Regions from separate parts of the Sus scrofa genome. Here region 2 is linked to region 1. A link is a contact called in public Hi-C data. All regions are on one chromosome and are shown on one strand. The core of a region is the stretch at or near the end of the contact, and the rest is flanking DNA. Distances in the headings are between cores, read along the strand shown. Region 1 holds the start of CDKN1B (cyclin dependent kinase inhibitor 1B). Region 2 holds the start of ETV6 (transcription factor ETV6).

What was found. A called contact is a pair of places that touch in the nucleus more often than the background predicts.
Region 2: a contact with region 1 is called in a Hi-C map of skeletal muscle, with 8 times the contacts expected there. The contact joins the promoter of ETV6 here to the promoter of CDKN1B in region 1. A contact is called at or near these places in 1 of 5 promoter capture datasets (liver), 3 of 47 Hi-C or Micro-C datasets (heart right ventricle, liver and skeletal muscle) and 1 of 2 datasets of contacts at active chromatin or transcription factors (alveolar macrophages).

The regions. Positions count from the first base shown.
Region 1 is chr5:59,732,967-59,739,785 of Sscrofa11.1, reverse strand. CDKN1B (cyclin dependent kinase inhibitor 1B) reads left to right here and starts at 3,955. Exons shown (of 3, transcript NM_214316.1): 1 at 3,955-4,471; 2 at 5,018-5,147. The coding sequence starts at 3,997. The coding sequence ends at 5,139.
Region 2 is chr5:60,771,947-60,778,344 of Sscrofa11.1, reverse strand. It overlaps ETV6 (transcription factor ETV6), which reads left to right and starts at 1,553. Exons shown (of 8, transcript XM_005652587.3): 1 at 1,553-1,780. The coding sequence starts at 1,748.

The sequences.
Region 1 (6,819 bases), core at 2,706-5,205:
ACCCTCATCACCTTGGGACCTCAGAGCCCTCTCTTTCCCCCTAAGCTGCTTGTGGTTTCTGCATAGCACATATCACCTCCCTTACACAGTATGTATATTTCACTCATATATCATTATGTTTATTGTGTCTCCTCTCCCCCCTACTAGAGTGTAAGCTTCATCCTAGGTTAAATCCGTTTGTTTGCCTCTGTATCTCCAGAGCCTCGGATATCAGAGGCACTCCTTAAATATTTGTTGAAAGAAAGAATAAGCAAATTAATAGTAGGTGCTTGATAAATGTTTATTAAATTGAATGAAAAGTGTCAGAAACAGACGACTGTGAAATTTCCAAACTCTCAAAATATGTCGGTTTAGGAGCACAGGGAAATTGAGTGCATGTCGCCTCGCTATAAACATCCTCGAGAAAGGATTTAAAATGGTGTGCTTGTGGCGCGAAGGCATCAGGGCAGGGAAATATGCGTCTTCGCAGAAATTTGGGGGCGGGGGGGCCTCCCAACTTCCCCCTGCGAGCACCGCACCTGGGAGGCGAGCTTGCCCTGCCGCCCGCCGCCCCCGAACACCTGTCTATACCGCACAGGTGTTTTCTTTTAAGTTATTTCAGTCTTCGCCTCTCTCCTCAGCTGATGAAGGACACAGAAGTCTTGGGTGGCTTAGGGGCCACTTCTCGGTTCTAAAGGAGAAAAGTACCAGGAGTGGAAAAGACAACAAAAGCATCGCCCGGGACTAGATTGCGGGTCGCTGGGTAGCAGAGTCCATTTTAGAGCCGCGAGTGGAACTTTCTTTTACCCAGGCTCCGCCTTTACGCTGTTTATTGGAAATTCTTCTCCCGGCTCACTTTTAAAGCCGCCGCCTACTTTCCGCAGGCGGATGGCGCTGCGAGCTCCCAGTTCCCCCTTCCCGCCGGGACTCCATAGTATTTTTTCACGCTTCGTCGCTACTACCGCTGACGCCTCCCTTCTCGTTATTAGCTGTACAGATCTCCGGTGCCTTGACTGTAAACAAAACACTTTAGATCTGAGCAAGGTCGGTGTAAGCACAGCCTTTCTGCTGGCGGCCAGATGTCTTAAGGTGGCGTGACTGTGACTCCTTTACTTTTCAAGATTAACAAAGCGACAAAATGGTGGGCCCACATATTAGTTGAAGAAACGTTCAGGGTGTGTAAGGGATAGAAGTATTAAATTTTTGCTTTTACCTAAGATATTAATTCCACGAGTAAAATCAAACATCAGTGCCAAGGTGTAATACACTAGAATATCTCCACTTTCATCTATGTGGTCCTTCGTGTAATTATGTATCTGAGTTTATGCTTATATATAATAGCGAATTCCAGTGAAGTCTAGCAATTATGTAAACATTTTCACAACAGTGATCTCATTTCAGGAATAGGGAATAAATTAGGGTATTGAGACGTACCCTAAATTTCATGTCCCTCTTACCCCTCCTCCAGTTCAGCAAATTAAGTGGGGCATTAAATGTAGAAAAATAAAGAAGACCTGACCTTTTACTATGATCTCAGGTGAAATATTTTGTCAGTCAGGTAGGAAGTCTTGACTTTGAAATAAGTTTGGGGCATCACCTCCCTCACTGCTCTCACCCTGCCTTTTGGGAATCTGCGTTTTAGCCAAATTAGTGCAAGGTCACACCAAAGGCCAAAGATAGTGGTATCAGGCCAGGGACCAGAGGCTACATCAAGGAAACATCTGCAGACAAGCCAGGGTATGAGAAGGAGCCATTCTGAATCACTTGTAAGAGAGGAGGGCCTGTAGACTATAGCACAGGCAGACCCAGGAAAACAAACAAACAAAAACAACCAGTTGAGGCCATCAGGAGGGAAAGGAACAGAAAATGAACCAGCTTTAGGGTGAGGGTGCTGCCTCTACTCTAGTCCTGGCTCTGCTACCAACTGGCTATGTGTCCCCAGACAAGAAACCCGAGTCTCAATTTCCTCAGTGGTAAAAAGAAAGGATTGAGCCACAGGGTTCTGAAGGCTCTCTCCCCCACCCCCTCCAGCTCTTACATTCTGGAGTGCACACGTGAGGCAGGCAGACAAAGTGGACAAACAATATGTGGTTAAGAAAACAAGTTACAAGTCAAACTCATCTGTATCATAGACTCCTAAGAAAACGGCTGTGGACTACTGAAGACACCTAAGAAAACTGTTGTGTACTATTAGAACTGAAGATTAGTTTCCAGTAACGTGTATAATAACTTTGACCCAGACCAAGATCATATATGGGAGTGGGGGAAGGCAGTTAAAGACTCTTTGGGCTCTGTTTCAGATATGATAGCCCTGTTCATCCTGTTTTAACTCCCATCATCTTGCTCAAAATCATATGGATAGGTAGACTTCAAGTTGCCAAGGGGAGCAGAGAAACGCCCAAATAATAATATCAGATCTGAGAACATGGTTGTGGTGGTTGTATAAATCACTTCACAATCTGGACTTTGCGATTACTTTCACCCTTCAGCGACTTGCAGCTCTCTCAAAGCGTTCACTTGTATCTATCTGAATGTTCTGGGTGGGCTGGAGAAGTGAATCTGGTGGGAGAGAAAGGTGAAGGAAGGAAGGGGCTGTTGTATTTGGCGGCGGGACTCAGGTAGAGGAAACTGCTACAAGCCGGGAAAGAACTGAAAAATATAAAAGAGGAGACGAGTTCCCACACGCAGACCAAGTCAGTGGCCTTAACAGTGCTTGGGAAGCAAGAACCTGGGCCAGGGGTGTATCCTCGCTTTTTTAAACGAAATGTATCTGAGACAGCTACTAAGTTTATTAGGGACTTGGGAGACCAATAGAGTTTTTGATCTCGAAGCCCTTTTCTTGTTTTTATTGAGGGAGAGCTTGGGTTCAGAATACATTACAAATGCAGCATCTATTCCAGTCTACTTATAGAAAGACGTCCTCCTGGGCTTCCCCCCTAAGCCCCCTGCCTCCCCTAGAACAGCACAGACTTCTAGGTTAAGGGTGAGCTAACCACTGCTCACCCCCAGCTAAGGCACCCAGGCTCAGGGGCTCCCCGCCTCCCCCGCTGAGCGAGCGGTGGGGGCCCCCCCGGGAGAGAGCCCAGCTGGGGGCCGAGCGCCCAGCGGCGAGCCCAGCTGCCCGCCCCTACCCGCTCGGCGAGCGAGGGGAAAATAAGATCGCCCTCGGCGAGGAGAGGGAGGTCGGGGCTCCGGAGCGGAGCGCAGCGCAGGGACCAGAACCCGCCACCTCTCCGGCCAGGCCCCTCCCCGGCTCCCCGGCCTTTTGGCGAGTTTGTCTTATTTTTAATTTCTCCGAGGCCAGCCAGAGCAGGTTTGCTGGCAGCCCGGCACCTCCAGCAGTCACGCGACCAGTCGAGCTCCCGGCCGCGCGCTCGGCGGCGGCGCGCTCGGGAGGCGGGGAGGCGCAGCGGCGGCTCAGGGGCCACCTTAAGGCCCAGCTCGCCAGTCTCGGCTGGGCGGCTCCCGGCGCCGCGACCAATGATCTCCTCCTCTGTTTAAATAGACTTGCGGTGTCAATCATCTTCTTCTTCGTCAGCCTCCCTTCCACCGCCATATTGGGCAACTAAAAAAAGGGGGCTCGTCTTTTCGGGGTGTTTTTCTCCCCCTCCCCTGTCCCCACTTTCTCGCCGCTCCGCGACTCCGACGCCGGCAAGGTTTGGAGAGCCGCTCGGTCGGCGGGACCCGCGGGCTCGCAGCGGCGGGGACTCGGACTGGCTCTGCCCCCTCCTCTCTCCGCTGCGCTCCTCTCCCCTCCCCTCCCCGCCCTCCAGCTCGCCCGTACACTTGATCGGCGGAGACTCGGGGCTGCCTGGCCCGGGCTGCCCCTCGCCCCCTCCCCCAGCCCCAGCGCGCTCCTGACGCTCGGGCGCTTACTCGTCGGTGTTTGTTTCTCTTGGCTCGGAGGGCAGCCGCAGGGCTTATAAGAGGGGCTCGGGCTGGGTCGAGGCGTTTTGTTTTGTTCGGTTTTGTTTTGCGAGAGCGCGAGAGAGGCGGTCGCCGAGCCCCGGGAGGAAGATGTCAAACGTGAGAGTGTCTAACGGGAGCCCGAGCCTGGAGCGGATGGACGCCAGACAGGCGGAGTACCCCAAGCCCTCGGCCTGCCGAAACCTCTTCGGCCCGGTCAATCACGAAGAGTTAACCCGGGACTTGGAGAAGCACTGCAGAGACATGGAAGAGGCCAGCCAGCGCAAGTGGAATTTTGATTTTCAGAATCACAAGCCCCTGGAGGGCAAATACGAGTGGCAGGAGGTGGAAAAGGGCAGCTTGCCCGAGTTCTACTACAGACCCCCGCGGCCACCCAAAGGCGCCTGCAAGGTGCCGGCGCAGGAGGGCCAGGGTGTCAGCGGGACCCGCCAGGCGGTGCCTTTAATTGGGTCTCAGGCCAACTCAGAGGACACACATTTGGTAGACCAAAAGACTGATGCACCGGACAGCCAGACGGGGTTAGCGGAGCAGTGCACTGGGATAAGGAAGCGACCTGCCACAGACGGTAATGACCCTTTCGAATGCATGAAACGTCTGTTTGTCTGCCTCTCTCTGTTTGTCTGCCGTGCTGTTTTCCCTGCTTGAGGATCTTAAACCTCCGCTTTCTTTTCAGCGCATTCTGACTTAGCTCTTGGGGAACACACCTTCCTCATCTTAGGTTTTAAATGCTATTTGGCTAGCTGCTGGTCTGTTTATGACTTTTAAGTCTGAAGCATGAGACTGTGCTATCTGATAATTTCTCTAACTGAAAACATCGCGGCTCCTCCCCGCTAGCCAGCTGTAGGTATGTGACAACGTTGGGATGTTTATCAACCACCTCCCTCTTCGCTTTGGAGAGAGAGAGATTTGGGGCGTAGAATACACTTTCTGTTATGTGAAAACAACCTCATTTTGTGCCCTTAAAGGCCACTGGGAATGACGGATCCAGGATGGTGGGTGGAGGTGGTGGGTTTTTTGTCCCCTCAGTATCGAGCCAACTTGTGTCAGCCATTGTTTTTTCTAATAAAGATTATTTGTGTGTGTTCTTTTTAAAATTCCCTCCTGCCTTTAGATTCCTCTCCTCAAAACAAAAGAGCCAACAGAACAGAAGAAAATGTTTCAGACGGTTCCCCGAACTCGGCTTCAGTGGAGCAGACGCCCAAGAAGCCCGGCCTCAGAAGGCGTCAAACGTAAACTGCTCGGTGGGTTGATCACTGGAAGCAAATAAGTGACACCCGATTTGGGCTGAAGGAACTCATGGGTTTTCAAACACCAAGATACCCGATCTTAGTGGTGTCTGGCAGATTAGAGCTTGTGGGGTTTTGTTTGTATTTTATGAGGTCCAAAAAAAGGAGGAATGGGAAAGACTGGGCATCAGGGTGGGGGTACTATAATTCTTCCCAGTTTCTCTGTCCTGAGATCATTTTCCTTTGAAGCTCCCAATGATTAGAGCAAGTGTCCCAGGCAAATACTTGCAACCAAGGCCCTGTGGGTAGGAAGGTCAGTTCCCTGAGAGTCCCATCAAAACGGTGTTGGGAACAATAGGTTCTTTTTCCATCTGAACAAGAGCGGGGGTCTGCCTCCATCCCACTTCAGGAGAATTCATCTCCCAGAGGACCAAGCTGACTCTAACAGATTTTGAGCCATACATGGAAAAAAATGGCAAATAAATGATCCAGTTAAAACTTTGAGGGAAAAGTTAGGTACAAATGGCTCATATCTGGTTAATCACATGGTTAGAAATGTGAATAGAGAGGAGTGTGGCTTTCTTTTATCTATCGTTTTCACAAAGTGTCACTTGCCCTGTTTTCTGATCAGTGTGGGGGATGGAGAAGGAACCTGTGTATTTAAAAAAAACCAAAATGGAAGGCTCAAAAACGCTAAGGTTCCTATGGAATTTCTGATAACACTGAAGTTACAAAGCAGAAGTTAAGTAACTCTGCCAGAGTAAGCAATCCAGGAACACGTCAGCATGTGTATGCTAATCGTGCTATAACAGGATAATTTGGATATTTGTAGGGGAAATGGATAGTAGATACCAGGGCTGCCACTGGTTAGGGCTACCCCGAACAAGGCAAGTGGACATTTTTCCACCTACTAAAATCTGATCAATGTAAAAAACTAATTTGCATAATTCAGCCCCCCAGCTTTACATGGATTGGTTTCCATAATGATCAAACTACATATATTAGTTAATAGTTTGTACACTCCTTACAGACAATGACCGTGACCTCTTTTTTTTCCCCTCCACAAACACCCTCATAGCTTAGCATTTAAAGAGATCCTAAGAGATGTTGACATTAACTTTCAAAATCCTCATTTATAAAAATTTTAAAATAAAGAACAGGGATGAAGGTAGGGTTCAAGTTTGTTGTGTTTTTACATCAGTGTCACAGGTAGGACTTTATTACATACGTCTGATATCTTTCAGAGCTTATACAACACGGCACTATCGAACCCTACGTTATAGCTGTATATGAAGTGAAAAAAATTTCTGAGTCAACCTTAACACCTGTGGCTCTTGTTGGTTGGTGACTCGTGGCCTAGCTCATCAGATGAGCCACAGCAAATCAGACCTACTGGATTTTGATCTGGCCGCATTCTGACATACAGAGAGGCATTTGTTAGTAAATATTGCCAGTTCAGCGAATACAGGAAATAGTAGTAAGGACCTCTTCTCAAGCATTCATGTGTGTATACTCTTCATACGACTGAGAAACTAGTTTTTTTTTTGGGGGGGGTGAATAGAATTTTCTTTGGTGAGCTTTTCTATTTCCAGTTATTTTTCAAATTTAGAAAATTTTGCTACTCTTAAGTGTTAACAGTTCCTTAATTTTCCTGTGTCTGTTCTTTCTCACTATTTTTGACCCCGAT
Region 2 (6,398 bases), core at 304-2,803, 1.0 Mb before region 1:
GGGCAGCTTGGGAAATCTGTCCTGGTATACCTGTATATACTACATAACACGCATTATATTTATACAGATGTACTTACCTATCTGTAATTTAATACACATCCATACATCAAACCTATACGTATGATAAGGGTTTAGAATTTAGGCATAATGCTCTCAACTTTCTGCAGTGGACGCTTGCAAACATTTTCAGAGACTATAAATAACAATAGAAACAGTAGAGTGATCAGAGTACGTGCACTCAAGGCTAGAACCCTCAGCCCGACTGGCTCGAAACCTCCTCTAAGTGTTTTTGTTGTTTCTTTTTTTTCCACCAAATATTCCTCCCCCGGCAGGATCCCGGGGGCATCCTATCCGCCAATGACGGTTTCAGAGCTGTGGTCCCGGGGAGGAGTATTATCTCCAGGCACGCGTCCTGTCAACTCAGTAGTCGAGTCACCTATTTCGGTTGGTAGCGGCCGCTATTTCTTTAAAAGGACAGCGGATTTCGAAACCCGGAGGAAGGGGGGGGGGGTGTCAGGAAAAGGAACTCAACTGCCTTTGATAACTGCCCGGCAGCCTTCCCTTCTCCACAACGCATGCGGGGCTGGGGCAGCGCCCGCGGCGGCCGCATCCCCGGCAAGCGCGCCTCCCCTTTTCGGGGCGCCCACCTTCGCGGGGATTCCCCGGCCCACGGGGCTCGGCGTCTGCGGGCGGCCTCCCGGCTTTGTCTCCAGCGTCGCGCTCCGGCGCTCGCTCGCTAGCCCCTTTTCCCCGGTGCGGGCTGTAACCCGATCTCCCATTTCCTGGTGGATTCTCTTAAAGAGGCCGCGGTCGAGAAGCAGAACAAAGGCTATTGTTTTATTTCCTCCTTCGGATTCCGCGTCCTTACCGGAATGCCCTTTCCTATATAATTATTTTCATTGCGTCTCCGCTCGGCGGGGAAAAAATACAAAAAAACCCTTGTGCCTTCCAAAGTATCCGAGAGACGGAGCTCGGGGAGGGGGGGCGCTTAATAAAACCTGTTTTGAGGTTTCTGGGGCCCCGATGGAACCTTTCTTGGCGTGTCTTCCACGAGCCTGGCGCGGCCCGGCCCAGCCTGGGAAGCCCAGCGCTGGCCGGAGGGGGCTGCGCCGCCCGCCTCGTTAGCCACCGCGGCCTCACGCGGCCCCGCTCCCCCGGGATCCTCCGCCCGCGCCCCCGCCGCTGCCGCCGCCCCTCCCCCAGCGCGGCTTTTATTTCCCCGATGCCGGCCTGTAACCCGAGCTTTTATTTCCTGGTGGCTCCTTTAAGAGGCAGAGCTCAGTGCTGGGAATTCACGTCAGTTTCTGCACTGAAACTCTCAAGATCAATGAGCAAAGAGCTTTCTCAGTTCTGCCTTTCAGTTTCTCTCTTCCAGGAAGGAAAACATTCGAGAGAACTAGCGAGGGAGAGCGGCGGGAGGGCGGGGGGCGGGGGCGCCGGCCCGGGTGGGAGGAGAGAGCGGGAGGCCGGCCGGGCTGCGCCCCGGGTCGCCGTGCCGCGCCGCGACCTGCAGACCCCGCCGCCGCGCCGCCCGGCTCCCACGCCCCCGCCGCCCCGCGCGGCGACTCCGCCGGCGCCCCGCCCCGCCCCGCGCGCTCGCGGCCCCCCGGGGCGGCCGCCGGGAGAGATGCTGCAAGAAACTTCTTAAATGACCGCGTCCGGCTGGCCGTGGAGCGTTTCTGGGTTGGGGAGAGGAAAGGAAAGTGGAAAAAAACTGAGAACTTCCTGATCTCTCTCGCTGTGAGACATGTCTGAGACTCCTGCTCAGTGTAGCATTAAGGTAAAGATCTTCTCCCCCTCCCTCTCCGGGGTGGAAAACCTTGAGCTGCACTGGCCCGGCCAGTCCTGCTGGGCTCTCCAGTTCCGAGGGGGCTGCTGCAGTCGCTCTGTTCGCAGGAAATTATTTGGGGCGCCGGGGAAGGAGATGCAGCTCGCGGCGGCTGCCGTACCCTTTAGCGTAACCTTGCTACTCCCCCCTCCCGCCGAGCCCCCTGCCGGCTCCTGCGCCCCCACCCCACCCCCTTTCTTTTTGACGGTGAAATGCCCGTCACCATCGGTCAGGAGGATCCCGAGTGGTGTCTAGGACCGTAAAACAGCCCCGTAATTAGTGCTCTTTTTAAAAAACCTGCTCCCTGCTCCTACTCCCAACATGTGACCAAAATGTAACTTTTGTTCCCGAGGGGTGGTCTCCTTAGAAAAAAAAGTTCTCCAGCCCCATTGGGGTTGGAATCATTTCTTTAAAAAAAAAAAAAAGAAAGAAAGAAAGAAAGAAAGGCTCCCGGAGTCTGATCAGACAGATTCCTCCCCCCACCCCCAACCCCGATTGTAATTGCAAGCGCTTGTGGAAGAGACAGTCGTGGTGTCAGCTTTTCCTGGGCATTGCACAATGAATTTCTTTCTTTTTGTTTGTTTGTTTGTTTCTTTTTTTAAACCAAGGTGAATAAAGTTGCTGAATGGTTGTTTTACTCGGATGCATCTGAAAGTTGAGCAATCCCAAAGTAAAAAACTCCTGCGATGCAGGGAGAGAGAATTATTTAAGTGACCAGGAAAAATGACCTTCCCGGTTTGACAGTGCAGAGAGGATATCTAAGCGTAGAAATCTCCCGGCTTTCTGGCCATGGTTTGCAGTATTGTAAGTGCAGGAGGGTGGAGGATGTTTGCAAACACAGTACTTAGCTTCCAAGTGGTTGTATTTGTGCATTTATATATGTGTATGTGTGTGTCTGTAAAGGCTAGTGGTGCTGCGGTTTGTTGCTTCTAAAAAGTTGCCGTAAAGTTTGCCACCGTGAGGAGGCAGAATGATTTATCCATCTCCCCCAGTTATTTTTGCCATTGCTGCTTTTGTTGTACACTTTCATTTCACTGTCCCATGTACCCAGATGGAAAAGCCTTGCTGCTTCTGTGAGAGGCTGAAGCTGCTGAAGTTTGTTTGTTTATGGCTTGGCCCATTTAAGATGCATTTATTGAGTGGACCCTGCAGCAACAAGGAACAAATAACTGGTTTTCTTCATTGGTGGGGAATTCGAGAAACCTGTACTGTTTTAACATTGCTTTTCTGCAGAATCTGTTTAGCGGGAACACAGTATTTTATCATATTTGCTTATTAGGCTTTCACAATTATACTCAGGTTTTAGTGGGTTTTTTTTAATCAGGGAGGATTCTCATGGGTTTGAAGTAGGGTTAATGTGAACTTGAAAAGGTGGGTTGGGTTTAATTGTTTTTACCTGGCAAAAAACACCCAGGGGAACTTTCGGGTTTCTGTGTTTGTACCTATCTGGGGGGAGGCAGCAGTTAAGTCTGTGGTAGAGGGGGTGTTGGGGTAAAAAACTTAAGTAGGTTGATACTTCAATTTCTTTTGCTGTGTAAACTCTATTCTAGGAGTCTGGGAAAGTTCAAGAAAGTCCTACCATACAGCCAAGCTAGTTTATCTGATAAGTCATAACCCAAGCAGTGGTAACTAAGTGATGGGGTATTAAATCAGTAAATTTTATATGGTTCGATGGCAGTAAACTTGAGCTCCAGAGAACTGGACCAGCTATAGGACAGTAATTTTAGGGTGAAAAACAACAAAAAGCAAGCCTGTGACTTTTCTTGATACCTCTTCTAAAGCAATTGCGTGTGCCTGCCTTTCTGAGGGGCTTATGTGTGGGTGCTGCAGGCACCCCGCCGTGGAAGAAGATTCCAGCAGCCCTTCCCTTGCACACGTGGATGGAACCAGTCCCAAATGGCGCACTCTTTTAAATGTGATATAAGCATTGCCGCCATAGTTGGCATATCTTTTTTTTCCCCTTATTTACCCTCTCACTTCTTTTCAGGAGCCTCTTTCCTTGACTGTGTATTTCTCTGCAATTAGAATAGACTTAATGTTCTTTACCAGTAATGGAAGTATTGCTTTTATTTGGGATTGTTCTTTACGGAACCAGCACGTGACTGTTTGCTTAGACTGTGTTGAGGTTTAAATGCACATATGGGAAGTGCATTTCTCCGCGGAGTTTGTTTAGTTTGCAGTGTTCCAATAAGAAGTGCTGGAGATCAAGGACTGGGATTATTTTAGCTGGTCTGAAAATGTTCTGGTGGTGTGTGCAGTGTCTCTCTTCGTCCTTGGATGTGGTACAGTGACTGCGTAATAAAAGATGTTTGCTGGGGGCCCACAAGCAAGTACTGGAATTGCTTCTTGAGTCCAGTAAACAAGAAACTTTCCTGTGGAGCAGGGAATGAATGTCAGGAGCTTTCAAGGATGAGCGGATAGGTCTGACATCCTGAAGAAGTGTGACATGGAAGGAGATTTCTTGGGGTAGCAGGGTTTCAGCCCAGTCCTGAAACCTTCCTCCCTGGCTTTCATGGCTTACGAGCAGCTGGTCAGCAGGCAGTAAATTCCTCCACAGCTGGTGTGATGGAGCACAGAGGAGTCTGACCAGAGGCAGCCACCGAGGGAAGTACTTTGTTTACTTCTGAGCAGCGTCAGTGCTGCCAGAAGAGAGAAGTGGACGAGTTAGGTGGAATTTCCAGGGCGAAAGTTTCTGAATCAGTCAGTCAGTGACACCTTCGCAGGTATCACTTGTGTGGTGGTGGTTGACGCTGAATGCCTGATGTTGGTCTTTATATTTCTTTTGCACTTTATAAGTGTGTTCCCGTTACTGCGGGGAAGTTAATATTGGGCACAGGTTGCCAGCAGGAGATAGGTTGACTAGCCCAGGGTCACCCAACTTATGGCTGAGCCCCACTGTCTGTCTGCCCTGGACACTCTCATCAGGAGAGATGAAATGCTTCGATTCCTGACCATTTGGGGTTGTTTGAATGTAAGGTCAGGGTCCCCTAACTGTGTACAAAGTCAAATTATTTCTTTTTTAGAGGATTGCATGGCTGACTGCTGGCCGTGGGAGGAAGGAAGAGGCTGTCTTTTCCATCAGCAGCCTTCACCTTCAAGTCACCTGTTCAGTTTTAAGTTCAGCCAAGTCGCAGTGGAAAGTAGTTATGGCCCAGCAGACTGAGTGTGTCCTTTGGGAGGCTTGGTGGGCGAGGGCTAGCCATGGTACTACAGAAAATAGTCACATGATCTTTCTAGTCCTCCTTCCTCTGTCCTCCGTCCTGGTTGGCTTTCTTAGCGGAACGAAATCTCTTCCTATTTAAAAAAAAATTTTTTTATTATAGTTGATTTACAATGTTCTGTCAATTTCTTCTATACAGCGAAGTGACCAGGTCATATATACGTACATATATATGCACACACACACACACACACACACACACATTCTTTTTCTCCTGTTATCTTCTGTCATGTGCTATCAGATGAGTGGATTTAGAAGAAATGTCTTATTTTGCTGCTCTCTGGGACACTCTGGGTGTCCCCTCTTGGATTCTGAGCTCGTTGCATTAGGTGGTCTTTCCCTTTGTGTCCTTGTCCCCACCCTGGCACCTGGCTCAGAAAGGCGTCTCCTTGATGTTTGCCGATGTGCCGTGAGGCACGAGTGGTGGTCAGTGCCCTTTCCTCTCTCTGACCTGGGTGCTCGGAGCATCCACAGGCCCAAGAGAAGTGGTTAATACGGAGGCCTGAAGCATTCCCTTGGGTGTCTGTCCAAAATTACTATCAGTAGAGCTTTGGGCCAATAATAATGTTTTATTATTTTGATACTGCATTTGTGTCTAAACAAAAGGAACTGAGTTGAAAATACGAGAAAGGGGCTTGAGGGATCCCCAGGCTCGTGAGTAGTTGCATCAGAGGACTTTGAGACTCACAGCCGACAGACCACCTGGGCCAGCATCTGGTCTTGAGCAAGAGGCCGTCCAGACAGCTTAGTGGTTTGCTTCAGCTGACCGGTGACCGAGCCAGGTTAGAGCAACACAGCCGTCCTGGTTCTCGGGCCCCTGCCCCACACTGGCTGGGTTCATGGTGCAGCCCTATAAAAGGCCAAGGAAATTTGATACAATAGACTGCACTCTCTGGCGCTTCCTAGCCTGGTCCATTTTAATCGCAAGCCAGCTGGTCTGAGGGCATGGAGGTATGTGCCAAGGAAGATGGTATGTGGGGGCGCCCTGGGTCGAGAGGGTGTATTGTTAGATGAGAAGAGGAAGTTGGAGGAGGAGGGGTAAGGGGAGAAGGGCTTGGTGGACTTGTAATTTGCACCACTTTCCACAGCAACAGCAATCTTTTTTTTTTTTTAATTGTGATTAAAAGCATGTAGCATTAAATTTACCATCTTACCCATTTTTAAGTTGAGTGATGTTGAGTCACACTGTTGAGCAGCTGATCTCTAACACTTTTTCGTCTTGCTAACACTGAAACTCTGTACTCACTAAACACTAATTTCCCCTCTCCCCTCCTCCCAGCCCTCAGTCGCCACCTTTCTATTTTCTGTTTCTGTGATTTTCACTACTTTAAATAGTTCCTATGAGTAGAA